Regions from separate parts of the Mus musculus genome. Here regions 2, 3 and 4 are each linked to region 1. The links are chromatin contacts, called in public HiCAR-type, HiChIP or PLAC-seq and promoter capture Hi-C maps. All regions are on one chromosome and are shown on one strand. Each heading gives the region's core, a stretch centred on a gene start, on an enhancer-like site or on the middle of the called end of the contact. The rest is flanking DNA. Distances are from core to core; before and after follow the strand shown. Region 1 holds the start of Top2b (topoisomerase (DNA) II beta). Region 2 has its middle 19 kb from the start of Gm31517. Region 3 has its middle 35 kb from the start of Gm31658. Region 4 holds the start of Thrb (thyroid hormone receptor beta).

Region 1 (3,923 bases), core at 808-3,307:
TTAAAATATTCATTTGCTCATTTAATTTTGTGTACTGAATTAAAAAAAAAAACTATGTATACAATTGTTTTGCCTGTGTGTATATCTGTGCACCATTTGTGTGCCTTGTGCTCAAGAAGGCCAGAGAGGCCATTGGATCCTTTGGACTAGAGTTACAAAAAAGTCTTGAGCTATTACGTGGGTATTGGGAACTGAACCAGGGTCCTCTGGAGGAGGAACAAGTTCTTTTAACCTCTGAGCCATCTCTCCAGCCCCTAGGTTAGTAACAATAATTAGAAAAGTTTATTTACACTTATAAAGCCAATGACTTTTAAACAGTGCATCAGAGGGAGATGAATTTTACTAATTAACTATTTGGATTTTGGGTTCAAAATTTGAAGCTTAAGAGTTTTTAAAATGATGTTTTAAAAAGAAGACAAGAGCTGAATATGGTGGTTATTCGTGGAATCCCAGCGATTGGGAGCCTGAGATAAAGGATCAAGGGTTCAAGGTCAGCCTAAGCTACAGCAAGACCTCTCAAAATCAGAGAAAGGGACAGCTTGGCTTTTATATAAGCATACATACATTTATCTGTAAAATTCCCAACCTTTAAAATCATCTGTTTTCTAACATGAAGTATTTGGGTACTTAGGGATGTAAAGTCACAATACATAAATGAGTATAAGTCCCCAGGTAAGAAGGCCCGATGATGGACTTGGGAAAGCTGGTAACATGACTGTGGTGCTTTAGAGTCAGGGGCGCAGCCCAGCTTAGATCCTGCCTAGCGCTTTATAAGCTTTAACACTAGATTCAAAGTAAAGAAAGGTTTTGGTGTTCTTAGTCAGAATCCCCAAATAAACTGAAATTCCACGGTCTCCAGAGAGCTAATTAAGAACTACATTGAAATGATTTCCGTGTTTCAGAGCTCCCCACTTGGATTCAGAATGCAGCAGCGATTGAGAGGTGTGACCCCAAAGTTTCCCTTAAGGGAAGCACTCAGCTGCCGGAGAGACTCAAGGAAATACTTTCACAGAAAGTTGTTAGCTCTAGCTGGGTAAAGTTCTTCGGTGTGGTGTCCTCCTGTTAGTCACTCTTGGAAGATTGACGTCGGAGGAGGCTGTTGTCCCTTTAAACCCATTGCCACGCCTGACAGAGCATGGCTGGGAGTATGCCCAAAGAGAACTTGTTGAATGCAATTCCATTTACAGGCTGGGTGAAGTCAAGAGCTCTTCCATCTGCCAAAAGCTTTGGCGTTGCAAATTTTATTCTTAGAAAGCTTCCACACGAAAAAAGTCTATTTCATGATGTGTACCTGAAAGCTGAGAAGTGACAGGGACCTGTCTGCATTGTTGGGAGGAAAGGTCTGTAGCCAGAAAAGGGAGTCCTGACCCGTTCGCATTCCTTCCCGGGAACGTTCTCTGGGCACTCTTAGCACCCCAAGTTCCCTAACTGGTGGCACTGAAGACCGCTTGCCCTGTTTAGGGGCAAGGCAGAGAGACGGTCGGTCGGGGGTCGGGCGGATGCAGCAGCAACCTGGGGCCTGAGCGCGGGGTCCGGCTGCTCTAGGCGGCGCACGGTCCCGTCTGCAGTTCGCTAGCTCCCTCCGGGGCCCAGTCCCTGGGGGCGGCTAGGGCTTCCTGCCTCCCTGCCCCCAACCCTCCCCCCCCCCCCCCCCGCTCCCGCTCCCCCCGCGGCCTCGCGGCAAGTCTGCAGGACACAGTCCGGAGGTTTCCACAGCCCTTGTCCCAGGACTCCCGGCTCCTTTGGATGCCCCGGAATGACTCTTGACAGCCGCCTGCTCTCCCTTCTGACGGAAACCCCATTCACTCGCCTCGCTCTCCCTTACACTCTCTCTCAGACACAAACAAAAAACCCAAGTCTGCCTCTCAGTTGCTACCCGCAATGACGTTTTCCCCTCGGGTCCCGCCCCCCTAGGGGCCTGAAATTTTGGGATTGGTCGAAGTACTGTAGTGACAAGGCTGTGATTGGACGATCCATGGTTGACTGACAGCCGGTGACCACCGCACCCTCCCCCTCCCGGAGCGCGCCTGTGTGTGCCGTGTTATGCCGGACTAAAGGGAGGCCACCACGGCGGCTCTGTTTATTGTCCCTCTTGGACTGTGCTCCGGAGGACCGGTTCAGACGCCGCTTGGGCGGTTTTGAGGCAGTGGCGGCCTTTGAGGCTGCGGCGACCGCGGCGAGGACTCTGCGGCTTCGGTGGCTTGAGGAGAAGCAGCGGCTCATTCCTGTCAGGGCTCTGGCTCGCGAGTCCTAGCCGGCCCGCTTCAACCTCGTCCCTCATCCGCGATCCCAATCGCCCGCGTGGGTCCCGGAAGGCCGCGCCGCATCGCCAGCCCTTCCTAGTCCTCGACCACTCTGTAGGCCCGGGCGCCGCGCTCGAGTTTGAGGGCGGCGGGCAGCGCGGCCTCCTCAGCGGCTCGGGCCCGCGATGGGGCGCGGCTAGGAGTGCTGCGCGCAGCGGTCAGTGCGAGCGGCGGGCCCGGCGTCCCCGGAGCGCGAGCAGCCCCTGGCCTGCACGGGAGGCGCTGCCATGGCCAAGTCCAGCCTCGCGGGCTCTGACGGGGCGCTGACCTGGGTGGTGAGTGCGGCGCGGGCGGGCGCATTGTTCGTGGGCCGCGGGCGACGCGGGCGGGGTGAGAGCGTGGTGCGGCGGGCGCCCTGTCAGGCTGCAGTCGGGGCCTAGCCCCGTGTGCCCTTTCTCTCTGCTTTCGCCTCCACCAAGGCTCAGGCTGCTGAACAATGCTCACCGGAAACTTCAGGGTGCACACCGAGAGTGGGGGGACCGCGATAATGCGAGCCTCCGGGCCAACCCTCCATAAGTGCAGCACCAGAAAATAGTGCCCGGTATGCTACGGCTTCCGGCGGCCTGTCCCAGAGGAATGTGCACTTGAATGGTCACTGCGGGTTGCGCCTCCCCAGAAAAGGCTCATTCCGCAGAGAGGGTATTTGGGACGACTTTGACAGCAGGCTAGAGACCGCCCGCGGGATTAAAAGAAGAGTTTACTTACGTCAGCCTCCCGTGTACACCGTGTGGGGGCCCAGGGGTGTCCCTCGGAGGTGAGGGGGTGCTTAAGCCTGAACTTGGAGGATTGCAGAGCTCAGTTCCTGGAGGGAGGTGGACTTAGCAAGTGCAGCGGGAGCAGTTGGAACGCGGCTCCCAGGACAGATCGATAACTCCAGCATTTCACTTACTCAGCACTGAGTTCAGACCAGGGTCATTTCCCAAACAAAACACCGGACTTAGTAGATGAGGCCAGCAGCTTGGACAGAAAATTTACACATTTCAGGGACTTTAACACATCCCTTCCAGAGGATCCTAGTTCCCCGCCTTTTGAACACACTAAGGAACTTTGGTATTGGTTGGCATTTTTGTTCCTTGTTTTCTTTGTTTGGTTGAGGTTTCGATGAGGCTGGGGTAGCAGTCGTTTCTATCGACAAGTGTTGTTTATAAAAAGGATGTTTCTATGAAGAGCAGAAAAACAGTTTCAGCATTTGCAGGGCCTCGAGAAGATACTTTACAGTGTAACTTGCCAGGTACTTATCTTCAAATCTCCAGACATACGTACTTCTAGACAGTATAGAAGGCGAGCGTGGAGAAGAAAAGTTAGATAGTAAGGTAGTGGATAAGTGTCCATGAAAAGAATGATTGAAATTACTGTCCCTTATCGGATACTAAAACTAAACATCTGAACATGTGTGATCATATGCCAGTGTCACTGGTAATTGTGAAGCACTGACATCTGAGAAGTTTGTCTGTAACTTGGTTCCACAATGGCAAATATTTCTTTTTAAGATTTATTTATGTATATGAGTGCTTTTGTCTACATGTACTTCACACACCAGAAGACAGCATCAGAAAATTGTGACCGTCCATATGGGTGCTGGGAATTGAACTCAGGACCTTTAGAAGTGCAGTGAGTGCT
Region 2 (3,677 bases), core at 228-2,727, 1.3 Mb before region 1:
AGCTCCAATTAAGTTGTCCTTTGTAAAAGTTGCCTTGGTCATTGTGTCTGTTCACATCAGCAAAACCCTAACTAAGATAATGGCCCATCTAATTTTTCCTGAACAGCCCATCCTACCCCATGATAAACCAAAATTATGTTTTTTTTAAAAATAAATAAAACTACAGGGTTAAAGTGGCCCTCTGGTTGAATTCTGTCAGCACATACATGGTGAATAAAAAAATGAAATAAAAGTTGGGAGACACGTGTAGAGAAGAATTTTATAGTAGATTTAAGGGAGGAAGCAGGCAGAGGGAAGAGTCCAGGCTGAACATGGCTGTCAGACTAAACCTGACTGTAAGTGGAAGGAGCAGGAAGGAAAGCCAGAGAGGCAAGAGAGGCAGCTGAGGCAAGAGAGCAGCTGAGGCAAGAGAGGCAGCTGTAGCCAAATGGTTGGTGTGTGTGTGTGTGTGTGTGTGTGTGTGTGTGTGTGTGTGTATGCATGTATATTTATCAAGCTGGGGAGAGTGAACCAGAAGCCCTGCCCCAGGGAGGGAGGGGTTTAGGGTAGAGGGCTGGATGAGAAGGGCTAGGAAGAGTCACAGGTACTTAGTGAAACTTGTCCCAGGCACTTGTCCTTGACACATGGTATTTATCCAGTTCAGAAATTCAGATTTACACTGACTGCCTGTGTGGTTTAGAACATTTGGTCCCCATTGTTAGGGTCGGAGGATTTAGGAATAATCCACTATGAAACCCAATCGAGCCAACAAAAGTTTCTTTATTCAAAAAGCTGACATATCAGGGAGACAGCTGGGTTTGGGATCCAAACTGTATCAACAAAAAGGCAGAATAGAGCAACCTTTTAAAGCAAAAAAAAAAACATAAACCAGGAGAGGTGAGGCCAAGGGTTGGAGTCCCCAAAGGGGTACATGCTGTATGCTTCCAAATGTTTTTTTTTTTTCCTCCTGGCATCCTGAGCAGGTTACTGCTTGTCAAATACTCAGAGGGCTTCCCTGATAACCTGGCCTAGATCACATTCAGCCAGCCAGAGCAACCATGAGGTTTCAGTCCTAACCAACAAGATGTGAGGCGAGACACTGTGGTCTAGTTCATAGGGACACCAGGGGCCTATGTTTCTGGGAATTTAGCTGTTTTTCAGAATTCAGCCTGGACAAGATGGCAGTTATATACAAAATGGGGTTTCTGAGGCTAATGCAGCCTCTAACACCCACCAGAGTCACGGTTTCTTTTGCTCTGGTGGGAGAATGGATTCTCAGGAAAAAGAAAAAAAGCACAGAACTCTAGGATACTGGAACTGCAGATATATAAGTTTGAGGTTCAGAAGTCTTAGCTGTAGAAGTATGTCCTAAGATTAGAGTTCTTAGCCTCTAGTGAGCCATCCACTGGCCACTGATAGGCTCAGGGCTCAGACACTCAGAAGCCTCCCCTAAGCAGTTCCTTTAGCTAGACATCTACACAGAGGAAGTCACAAGCCAAGTGCTATTGCAGTGCTGTGAGGTGCCTAGTGGGGTTGGGACGTCACTCACAGTGCCTGTCACCTGTGTAGTGTTGCCTCCAGCTGCCACTTCCTGCAGGCAAAGACTTTAGACAGCTCAGCAGGCTCTCCACTGACTCTCCCTTGCTCCTGTGTTGTCAGCCAATTGCCTCAGTAGAATTATCCTCTCAGGTTCTGATTAGAGAAACTGAGTCAGGACAATGGTGTTGTTGAAACCAAGGGTGAGCCTCTAATCTGGAGCAACACTCCAGGTCTAGAAAGCAGTTAGTTAAATCTTGTTTAATTTGTAACCACTAAATTTTATTCCTTTTAAATTCTGGTTGACATTATAACATTTGGGTAGTACAAAGTATTTAGAAGCCACTTCTCCCATTTTCAATTGGTCCATGAGAGGTTTCAAAGCTTTCTTTATTTTTCTTTATAGTCTTAAACAGAATACTTTACCCCAGGATTCTGAAAGGGACTGCCACTAGTAGGTAATTGTTATTATTTGGATAGTCTGATCAACTTGCTCTAGCAAGCTCATCCTGTGACACTGCAGGAAGAGTGCCTTTGGCTTACAGGGCCGGTTGTTGTGTTCAACCTCTATGGGAGGCAGAGAAGCTGAACTGATCTTCAGGTCCCATGTGGGAGTTCATGAAGTGAAGTTTCCAGAGGTTATGGATCCCAGAAGTGGTTTTTGTTTTCTCCCCCAAGTCTGTCTTTTCAGCCTTGGTTTGGTTTCTGCTACTATGCTAAGCACCATGGCTGACAGTAACTTGGAAAGAAAAGCATTTGTTTCATCTCATAATTACACATCAAGATCATTCCCAAAGGATGCTAGAGTGGCATCCCAGAGGCTGGAACTACAGAGATCACAGAGGAAAGCTGATGTCTGGCTTGTCTGCAGAGCACCAGGTGGTGGCCAGCCTGGACCTAGTCTTAGATCCCCTTTGGCCACAGCTTTCTCTGTGCTGACCTTAAGGAAACACTTCCTAGAAGATTTCATCTCAATAATGCTTATTTCTCATCCATTAAAACTGATTCTTTACCATTCACCATACAGAAACCACAGATTCTTAATTCAAATTACAGGACTAACCCTAGTGGACTATACTCTCTAAGGGACCCTCAGATACCAGTCATGCTGCCATTACCAGGATTTGAGGTTAGAAGTTATGAGCTTTAGCAGGGAACACAGAGGAATCCCTTGTTGGACACAGAATCTGTGCCTTAGCTGAGGACTCTCAGCTTTGGGCCTCATGCCTGGCTTTTCTGGGTTGCCATCTGAAGTCTGAAGCTGGAAAGAGCTCCCACCATGGTTCAAGCTTGGTACGTTCTCCTGGAGAGTTTGACCTGGATTCTAGAATCCCACAGAAAGTCAACAGTATTGTAGATGGCTTCCTACAATAACAAAATGAGAGAAAATAAGTCAAAGTAAATTTCTTCACGATTTATTTGTGTACAGAGCATATTTGCTTGGTTTCTGGATCTCTGCTGTCAAGTACAAGTCCACAGAAGGTTGGCACTGCTCTTTTTGTATGAAAATAGTATAGTGATGGAAATAGAGCTGTCTGAGTAATTGTAAATAAAACCTCTAACCCTAAAGAAAGTATTCAACGTGTCTCTTTTTTGGTTTCAGGGCCACTTTGTAAATTTAAAGATCATTGGGACACCTTACAACAGAGTTTTTTCATGTTATATTGGGAAGAAATTAAAATTCTTATTATCAATAAAATCATTGCACAGTTATACATTATTTTATGCCTCCCTGTTTTCTCAAGGAAAAGAAGAATCTCTTCTATTGGCATTTTATGACTTCTTTTTCTTTTCCTTTTTTCTTCTTTTCTTTTTTGAGATTTATTTATTTATTTTATGATGTGAGTACACTGTAGCTGTCTTCAGACATACCAGAAGAGGGGATCAGATCCCATTACAGATGGTTGTGAGTCACCAAGTGGTTGCTGGGAATTGAACTCAGGACCTCTGGTAGGAGCACTCAGTGCTCTTAACTCTTGAGCCATCTCTCCAGCCCTTGTGATTTCTTTAATTTCTGTCTCCATAGAAAATGGCGGGGATCAAATAATCCGCTTTATTTTTTTATAGAACCTGCTGTGGTGTGTTGTTTTCATTAAAGATATGAAAAATATATGAAAAAAGAGCCTGTTTTCTCACATGTGTATAAATCAGACAGATAGAAC
Region 3 (3,482 bases), core at 103-2,602, 1.1 Mb before region 1:
TTTCTTACAGTTGTGACAATTTGCTCAATAGGAGCAACTTAGGCTGTGTCATTCTGTCATCCTGGAAGCAGCTATACAGACAAGACTAAAGACACTTCAATTCTGTTTGAGTTTACAGCAAAAATTAACCAAGAGATGAGTATATAGTCCACTGTAAGTGAGAAGGCACTCTAGTAGGGCTAGGTCTCCTCACCTGTATCTCTATAGAACCAGAAGCAGAAAATAACCTTCAGTGTCTCTAGTTTTACTGTTTCATTCTGGTCTCATGAGCTCCTACCAGAATAATGCATGCAGCTATGCTTAATGTTCTTTGGTCCTATGATCTACATAATCATACACTCACATTCCCAATCCAACTTTCACAACCCAACTTCTTGTTATCAAACTTCTGTGTTAGTTACTTTTAACATTTCTGCAAACAAATGCCAGGCAAGAAGCAATTTAATGGAGAAAAGCTGGCATTTGATTATAGCTTGAGGGTGTAGTCTATGAAAGCAGAAAGGGATGGTATAGTGTTTGGCTATTTTTTTCTCACCTTGTCACATCTCAACAAAACAGGATGTAGAGATGAGACAGGAAACATGCTTATGCTATAAACATAAAAGCTTATACTATTTGAAATATACTTCCTTTATCTAGACGCCAGACAACAAATTTCCAGAACCTTCCCAAACAATGCCCCCAGCAGTGGGAAAAATGTTTCCTACCTATATAATAAAATTAAGACAGTGAAAATTAAAAATTAATATAAGCCAACAATTCTTAGAAACTATGAACATTAACAATTGCTTCTTCCATAACTTATCTTTGGGAGGTTGACATTGTATACATCATTTTGAAAGCAGATACTCACTTATTTATTTATTTAAAGAGCGGTTTTGTGTTTCTTAATCACTATCTAGATAGAAATACACGTTACCTGGGACTACAGCCACACTCTAATGCATTTTCTCATCTGTCAACCACTTCAAGCTAGGATGCTGCTCTCATCATGCTGTGTTAACAGTGCCACAAGAGGAGTGAGTCTGAGCTGCTCACCTCATGTGTGGACCGGAAACACTAAGTTATGATTCAAGAATACTTCTACATGTCCCATGGGTACAGCCTGATCACAGAACTGTGCAACCTTAGTCAGGTCTGTGTAAACATTAAGTCACAATGAATTGGCCGGCTTACAAAGAGATGCTGGAAGATACTGTGCTGCAGCTAGAGCCATGTGAACAGTGTGCTGCTTACCTCTTTCCCATGCTGACCACTTCTAAGTGTGGTTTCTTCAGAATGAGAGCTGAGAGTTTGTCCACAGGGAAATGGCCCCAAGGTCTTTCATCTCACTCTCAAACTTTGTGCTTCAGAAACCACATCCAGAACAAAGAGCTTAGATCAAGAGAAGGATGTATTTCTGAAGGATGGTTGGCTCTGTATCAACTTCTGAGGTTTTGATGAATTGAAACATCAATTTTGAAGACAACCTGAAACTTGGGCTCCAAACAGTGAAACATGAATCTGTGTAGTTTTTATCTGAGAACAGCTCTCAGTTGTAACTGTTAAAATCTCTGTGCAGGTCTTGACCTTTAAATCCAGAGATTAAACAATCTATGTGACTAGCAGACCTCACTGAGCATTAGTAAGAGTGACTTTCCCCACACCTCATTGTGTCTAGACATAGATTTTAAAAAGCATTTTCAGACAACTGAGTGTAATGGAAGACAATCTTGAAAACTAATTCTGGAAGTCACATTTCATTAATGCCTTTGGTGGCAGCAGACAGGAGTGGTAACAGAGTATGATTTCACTTACAAAACCAAGCAGAAAATGAAATTCACATTGTGTAGCATTTGTATTCCTGGACATGAGTATTCTAAGCCAGTTTCTAAAACCAAGGGCACCAACCCTGGGGAAACATTAAACTGCCACAAAAAAGAAAATAATTAGTATTGTTCCTTGTAGTAGGAGTGAAGAAAGATCCTTACATAGGAAGCATAGCCTCTCTAGAAGGTAGTTCTGAGCTGTTATCCTGAAGGCTGTTGTAATGCTGCATTCCCCTAAGCTCCTGGCTAACTCCCTGTTTAGATAGTCACAGCTCCGGTTACCAGTATGTGTGCTATGGCAGTGCAGGGGTCAGCATATAACCAGAAAGGAAAGTGGCTCAAAGAAGGGCCAGGCAGAATTCTATCCAGCATTCCTTAAATTCCTATGGCATTAAGGGGAGCATCTCACTTTGGGGACCATACCATACTACCTTGGCTTAAAATCTCATCTTTGCTCTTTACTGAAGACAATTTGCTAAATATCTTACATTGAAAACTTCTTGCCAAAGCATGGCCAAAAGAGAATCTACCTTAAAATTTTGTGTTGAGAAATTACATGACAGTCATAAGATACACAATGTCATACTAGCATACTTATATTTTGGTCAGATAAGCAGATTTATTTATAATCATATATAAATGAGATATTTATGTACTAGTAATATAATATTTACTTAGTCAATAATACATAATTGACCTAAAATTTTTCATAGAATAAAATTTAAAACCACTTAGAATAGACTTAGAAATCACAATAAAAGAGATTCTCCCAGAGCAGTAACCAGATGTAACCTAGCTCATCTTGATTAGCAGAGTCCAATAACCTATTGCTATACTCATTTTTTTCTTTGTACTCTTTATCTATATACATTTATGCTAAAATCCACCAGGCAAAGGAGAACTAAGTGTTGTTTCCTCTTAAAAAGAAAAGAAAAGGAAAGGAAAGGAAAGGAAAGGAAAGGAAAGGAAAGGAAAGGAAAGGAAAGGAAAGGAAAGGAAGGGAAACAACAACAACAACAGGAACAACCAAACCTCAAACAAAATTTCCAGCACAATAAAAAAGGTGCACTAACATTGTGCTGGTGTGAATTACTAGCTATTTTATTCTAAAGTGTGCCTAAGTAAAGCCCATTAGTAGAAGTCCTAAAGAGATATGGGTGAAGCTAATTCGTGGTAGATTGAGGATTGATACAAGATTTAATTGAAGTAGCATTTTACTGTAAAAAGCAAGTGTTATCGGATCAGGATACAACAACAGCAAAACAATTGAACTCCACATTACCCACACTTTATTAACAAGACTCCTCACCAACTTTAGATTGTAGATAATAGAAAAAAATTACAACAATATATAAAGTAGCTATTATTTATGCACATAGTATATTTTATAGCTTCAATTTGTACTTTCTTTTCTCCTAATAATATTCTTATTTGTTCTTTGGTAATTCCACACATACATACAAGATATTTTGATTATGACCACTACTTATGTCTCCCTTCCAATTTTCTTGGACTCCCTTGATCACACTCCCTTCCCAACTTCACAAGCTTGTCTCTTGTTTTGTTTTGTTAAACGATCCCATTGATTAGTTCTGCCCATATGTTTGTCTGTGTGTGTGTGTGTGTGTGTGTGTGTGTGTGTTGGAGGGTGTCATCCACTGTGGCATGTGTAAC
Region 4 (3,445 bases), core at 496-2,995, 1.3 Mb after region 1:
CTCCCAAGGCAGCTTTGGAGCAAAGCCCAGGAACTCGCCTGCAAAACAACCTTCACTCTAGAGCCGGCAAGTTCTTAGTGAAGCTTCATTCCGGGTGAGGAATAAAACACGGATTTCTTACAAAGAATTCAAAGGGCAGCCGAGTCTGTGCTGGCCGCGGGGAAAGGCAACGTTCTAGCAGCTGCTTTCTCTCCTGAGTCCTGCTTCTGACTCGCCACAGTTGTTAATGCTGTGACAGGAGGTGTGTTGGCCTTTCTTCTTTTTCCTTTCCTGTGGACTGCCCAAATAACACCCCCGGGGGGGCCTTATCACCCGTGGGGAAATCTAGACAACTCTTTAAAATGATCTAGACATCATTCCCTTTTATACCGTGTTACAAGAGTATGTTGAAGAAAGATTTTTCAAGGTATTTTTTTTTAACAGTGTTCATAAGAACATAATTGTATTCGGTCCTTAATCAAAGTAGTTTTGTCGCAATTGTTAACTTCCCATTGGCTGCGAGTTCTCTGAGCACTCTGCGTTTTTCCAATAAAACCTACCTCCAAGGCGTAGCTGGAAGACTGCCTGGGTCATCTGGAACAGCACACTGTCGCCCGCTGTTTTCTCCCAACCTGACCTTCGGAACTTGAGGTATGGACATTTCAGCGCTATGCTTGCAAGTGCAGAACCCTTCCAGGGTGGAGATTATTTTTGTCTTCTGGTTTTGTACTTATATTTCTAGGACAGAGGCGAAATAACGAGGTGTCCCTTTAAACCCTACTTGTAGAACCAACCCGGAACACACTCAGTGAGGTGTTGGGGGGGGGGGGCACTTCTCATTTAGGGCAAGCAAGGCATTGCCCATTGGTGTGGGGGAGCAGAGCGTCCAGAGCCACAGGAGGATCTGAGCGCCCCGTGTTTCCAAGCGCACCACAAGTGGTTTGGGGGCGGAAGGAGGAGCGCGGTGACACCTGCCGCGCCTGTCGGGCGACTCAGGAGGGTTGTGCCCCTGGAGATCCCCTCTATCTCCTGTCATTCATACCCTACCCCACCCCCTGTCACACTCCTACCTCTTCAACTAAAAGAATGATGGCTCAAATGGATCCTCCACGCTCCTGCAGTTGGGTGGGTGGACGCGTGTCCACCAGACCCGCAGCTACGTGACCCCGGGGGAGGGTGGCGCACAAGGCGCCGTTACCGCAGAGTCGTAGCGGGGGACATTTGCACATAAGCGGCAGGTGCGCAGGGCACTCGAGTGGAGGGTTGCTCGGGCAGTGGCAGGGAGCACAGCCCGGAAGCCATTTCGTCTCTGATACTCTGGCGGAGCCAGGGTGGCCTGAGCCTGCCGCAGCTGCTGGGAGAATCGAACAGGCTAGAGGACCAGAGGGGAAGAACGGTCGGCGGTTCGCCAGCGGCGGAGGAGCTGACACCCTAGTCCCTAGTAAGGCTACCGCGCTGGGTCCTCCGGAGTCGGAGACTCCGGCCCTGCACCTCGCCGCCCGCGCAGGTCGCGGCAGAGAGGTCGCCGGTGTCCTGGGACCCACGCTGCGCCCCTCAGCGTCGGCGCCGGAGGAGAGTTGACAGGTCAAGGGAATAGGGCTCGCTCGGGAGCCCGCGCAGTACTGGACCCCGTGGCGGAGGGGGCGGAGCGGGGAGGAGACTGCGGCTCGGCCGAGCACGGCGCAGCCTTGGGCGGGCGGCCGGCCGGCGTGACGCGGCGGGATTAACTTTGCATGGCTAATACGAGCACCAGAGCTGAGGCCACCGGCTGCTCGGCCGCAGCTCGCCAGCACGCCGCCTTGGGGCGCCACCTCCAGGCTCCAGCGCTCTGGTAACTTGGCAGGGTGGGCGGGCGTGGGGGGAGGTCTACAGGTCTTGCGGGCCGGGCGCGGGTGGCCAGCGACGCGCTCTGTCCTTGAAGCTGGCCTCTGAGACCGGCTCCTCTCGGGCTCGGGCACCCGGTGCAGGGACCTGAAGCCAGAACCCAACTAGGGACAAGCTCCTTGTGAAATGGAGTTTGACGTCCTGGGCTCCGAACCCAGTGGAAGTTTCCATGAGGAGGAAGTTGTAGGGCATGGGGGTTCGGAAGAGGCTGACAGGCGCGGGGGTGGGCGATTTAAAGGGACTGTGGGTCTCGTGTCCCATCTTTTTGGCTCCTGCACAGGAACTCCAGGCTTTGGAAAGGAGAAAGGTCCTGAATAAGCTGCTGCTCAGTGCCAGTCTGCCTCTCATCCGCTCCGCAGGCTCCCTCCCTCCAGAATCGCTCTTTTCCTTTGCTTCTTTTGGGTTCTGCATGTTTGTGACGATCCGGGTGGTGTCAGCTGTGCTCCCTAAGACCGGGAAAGACGTCTTTGGAGGGTTTCTATTGTTAGGGTTAGTTGTCATTTTGGAGGAAGATTTCCCGTGACTGCAGTGGGATTATTATTGGAGCTAATTCTTAAAGCCTTCTGGTTTGTTTTTAAGAGGGAGGGGGCGGAGTGTGCATACGTGGGTTGTTTTTGGTTTTTTGTTTGTTTGTTTGTTTGTTTTTAATTAAAGGCTAACTGTATAATTTGCCCCAAATGGGAAGTTTTTAAAGGGTCTATTAAGCATTTCTATAGTGAGTCAAATAAAGAAAAGAATACCTGGGCAGGCAGGTTCGCTATCCCATTCTGCCCTTTGCACACACATGAAGAACTCAAAGACTGTCGAATCAGAAAATAACATTGCATAAATTCCTCCTCTTCAAGTGTGGTTGATCCTAGATACTAGTGATCAGTTTTTAAAGACCTGTTTAAAACTGAACATTCTTTGTTCAATGCATGAAAAGGAGAACACAGCAAGCAATTTAGTTAACGATGACCGTATTAAGTAGTGTAGACCCGTTGGGGAGTTTCTTTATATGATTTATCTCTGGTTTAGCATGTTTGATGATACTGTAATGAAATATCCTCACTGTGTTGCAAAGGAATAAAATTTTCTTTTTGGTAAAGAAACGTTCTGTGATTCATTCTGAATATTCTGGATGACTGATCTCCCTAATTCACTTCAGCTTGTTATTTCCCGTTCTGAAAGAAGTCATGAACTTGGTACCATTAATGAAAAGGTGTTTCGTGGGAAGTATTTTGGACAGGGGCAGATTTTAGAGTGTTTTCATGCTGATTGGCCGTGCTTCAATTGACCCGGAGAGATATTAAGTAAAAAGTGCATTTGCTTGAGCCATTTTATGTGAAGAAATTAGTGAAGAATAACTTATTGCTTTCCCATGTTAAATAGATACTATTAGGATCCTATATTTTAAATAAATTCCAATTGTTTATTATATACTGGAAAAGAAAAATCTGCTTCACTTTGTGAGTAAAGGTAAATGGTACTGAACTGCTTCAGAATTGCTAATTTTTAATGAAACTGTTCTTGTTGGCATTACAATGCAAAAGCTTAATCTCATTGGCATTGAGGTATTGCTATATAAAGTAACTGGCACTAG

The links. Promoter capture Hi-C pulls out the DNA fragments that hold promoters and counts their contacts. HiCAR-type assays count read pairs that join an accessible place to other places. HiChIP or PLAC-seq counts read pairs in DNA pulled down with a chosen protein or histone mark.
Region 2: a promoter capture Hi-C map of second pharyngeal arch cranial neural crest shows a contact between it and region 1, with 4 times the contacts expected there. The contact joins the enhancer-like site here to the promoter of Top2b in region 1. A contact is called at or near these places in 7 of 39 promoter capture datasets (the C10 cell line, cranial neural crest, embryonic stem cells and 4 more), 2 of 484 Hi-C or Micro-C datasets (both in CD4 T cells) and 5 of 115 datasets of contacts at active chromatin or transcription factors (DN3 thymocytes, double positive thymocytes, large pre-B cells and 2 more).
Region 3: a contact with region 1 is called in an H3K27ac HiChIP or PLAC-seq map of large pre-B cells, with 7 times the contacts expected there. The contact joins the enhancer-like site here to the promoter of Top2b in region 1. A contact is called at or near these places in 6 of 39 promoter capture datasets (the C10 cell line, cranial neural crest, embryonic stem cells and 3 more), 4 of 484 Hi-C or Micro-C datasets (CD4 T cells and CD8 T cells) and 6 of 115 datasets of contacts at active chromatin or transcription factors (T-cell acute lymphoblastic leukemia, double positive thymocytes, large pre-B cells and 3 more).
Region 4: a contact with region 1 is called in a HiCAR-type map of astrocytes, with 3 times the contacts expected there. The contact joins the promoter of Thrb here to the promoter of Top2b in region 1. A contact is called at or near these places in 2 of 39 promoter capture datasets (hippocampal neurons and maxillary cranial neural crest), 1 of 484 Hi-C or Micro-C datasets (pro-B cells) and 2 of 115 datasets of contacts at active chromatin or transcription factors (astrocytes and embryonic stem cells).

Annotation. Positions count from the first base shown.
Region 1 is chr14:16,363,149-16,367,071 of GRCm38.p6, forward strand. It overlaps Top2b (topoisomerase (DNA) II beta), which reads left to right and starts at 2,058. Exons shown (of 36, transcript NM_009409.2): 1 at 2,058-2,578. The coding sequence starts at 2,531.
Region 2 is chr14:15,082,519-15,086,195 of GRCm38.p6, forward strand. No RefSeq gene overlaps it. Among named protein-coding and RNA genes, the nearest start is that of Gm31517, 19 kb to the left of the region's middle. Within about 2 kb of position 1,478, at least 28 of the 459 cell types and tissues checked have an H3K27ac peak or open chromatin away from gene starts, as enhancers often do. A contact at or near this core is called in double positive thymocytes, where this site is marked.
Region 3 is chr14:15,272,014-15,275,495 of GRCm38.p6, forward strand. No RefSeq gene overlaps it. Among named protein-coding and RNA genes, the nearest start is that of Gm31658, 35 kb to the right of the region's middle. Within about 2 kb of position 1,353, at least 12 of the 459 cell types and tissues checked have an H3K27ac peak or open chromatin away from gene starts, as enhancers often do. A contact at or near this core is called in CD8 T cells, memory CD8 T cells and regulatory T cell precursor, where this site is marked.
Region 4 is chr14:17,659,215-17,662,659 of GRCm38.p6, forward strand. Thrb (thyroid hormone receptor beta) reads left to right here and starts at 1,746. Exons shown (of 10, transcript NM_001113417.1): 1 at 1,746-1,810. It overlaps LOC115488350 (serine/arginine repetitive matrix protein 1-like), which reads right to left and starts at 2,364. Exons shown (of 3, transcript XM_030248233.1): 1 at 2,018-2,364; 2 at 1,050-1,950; 3 at 702-717. The coding sequence starts at 2,364. The coding sequence ends at 1,074.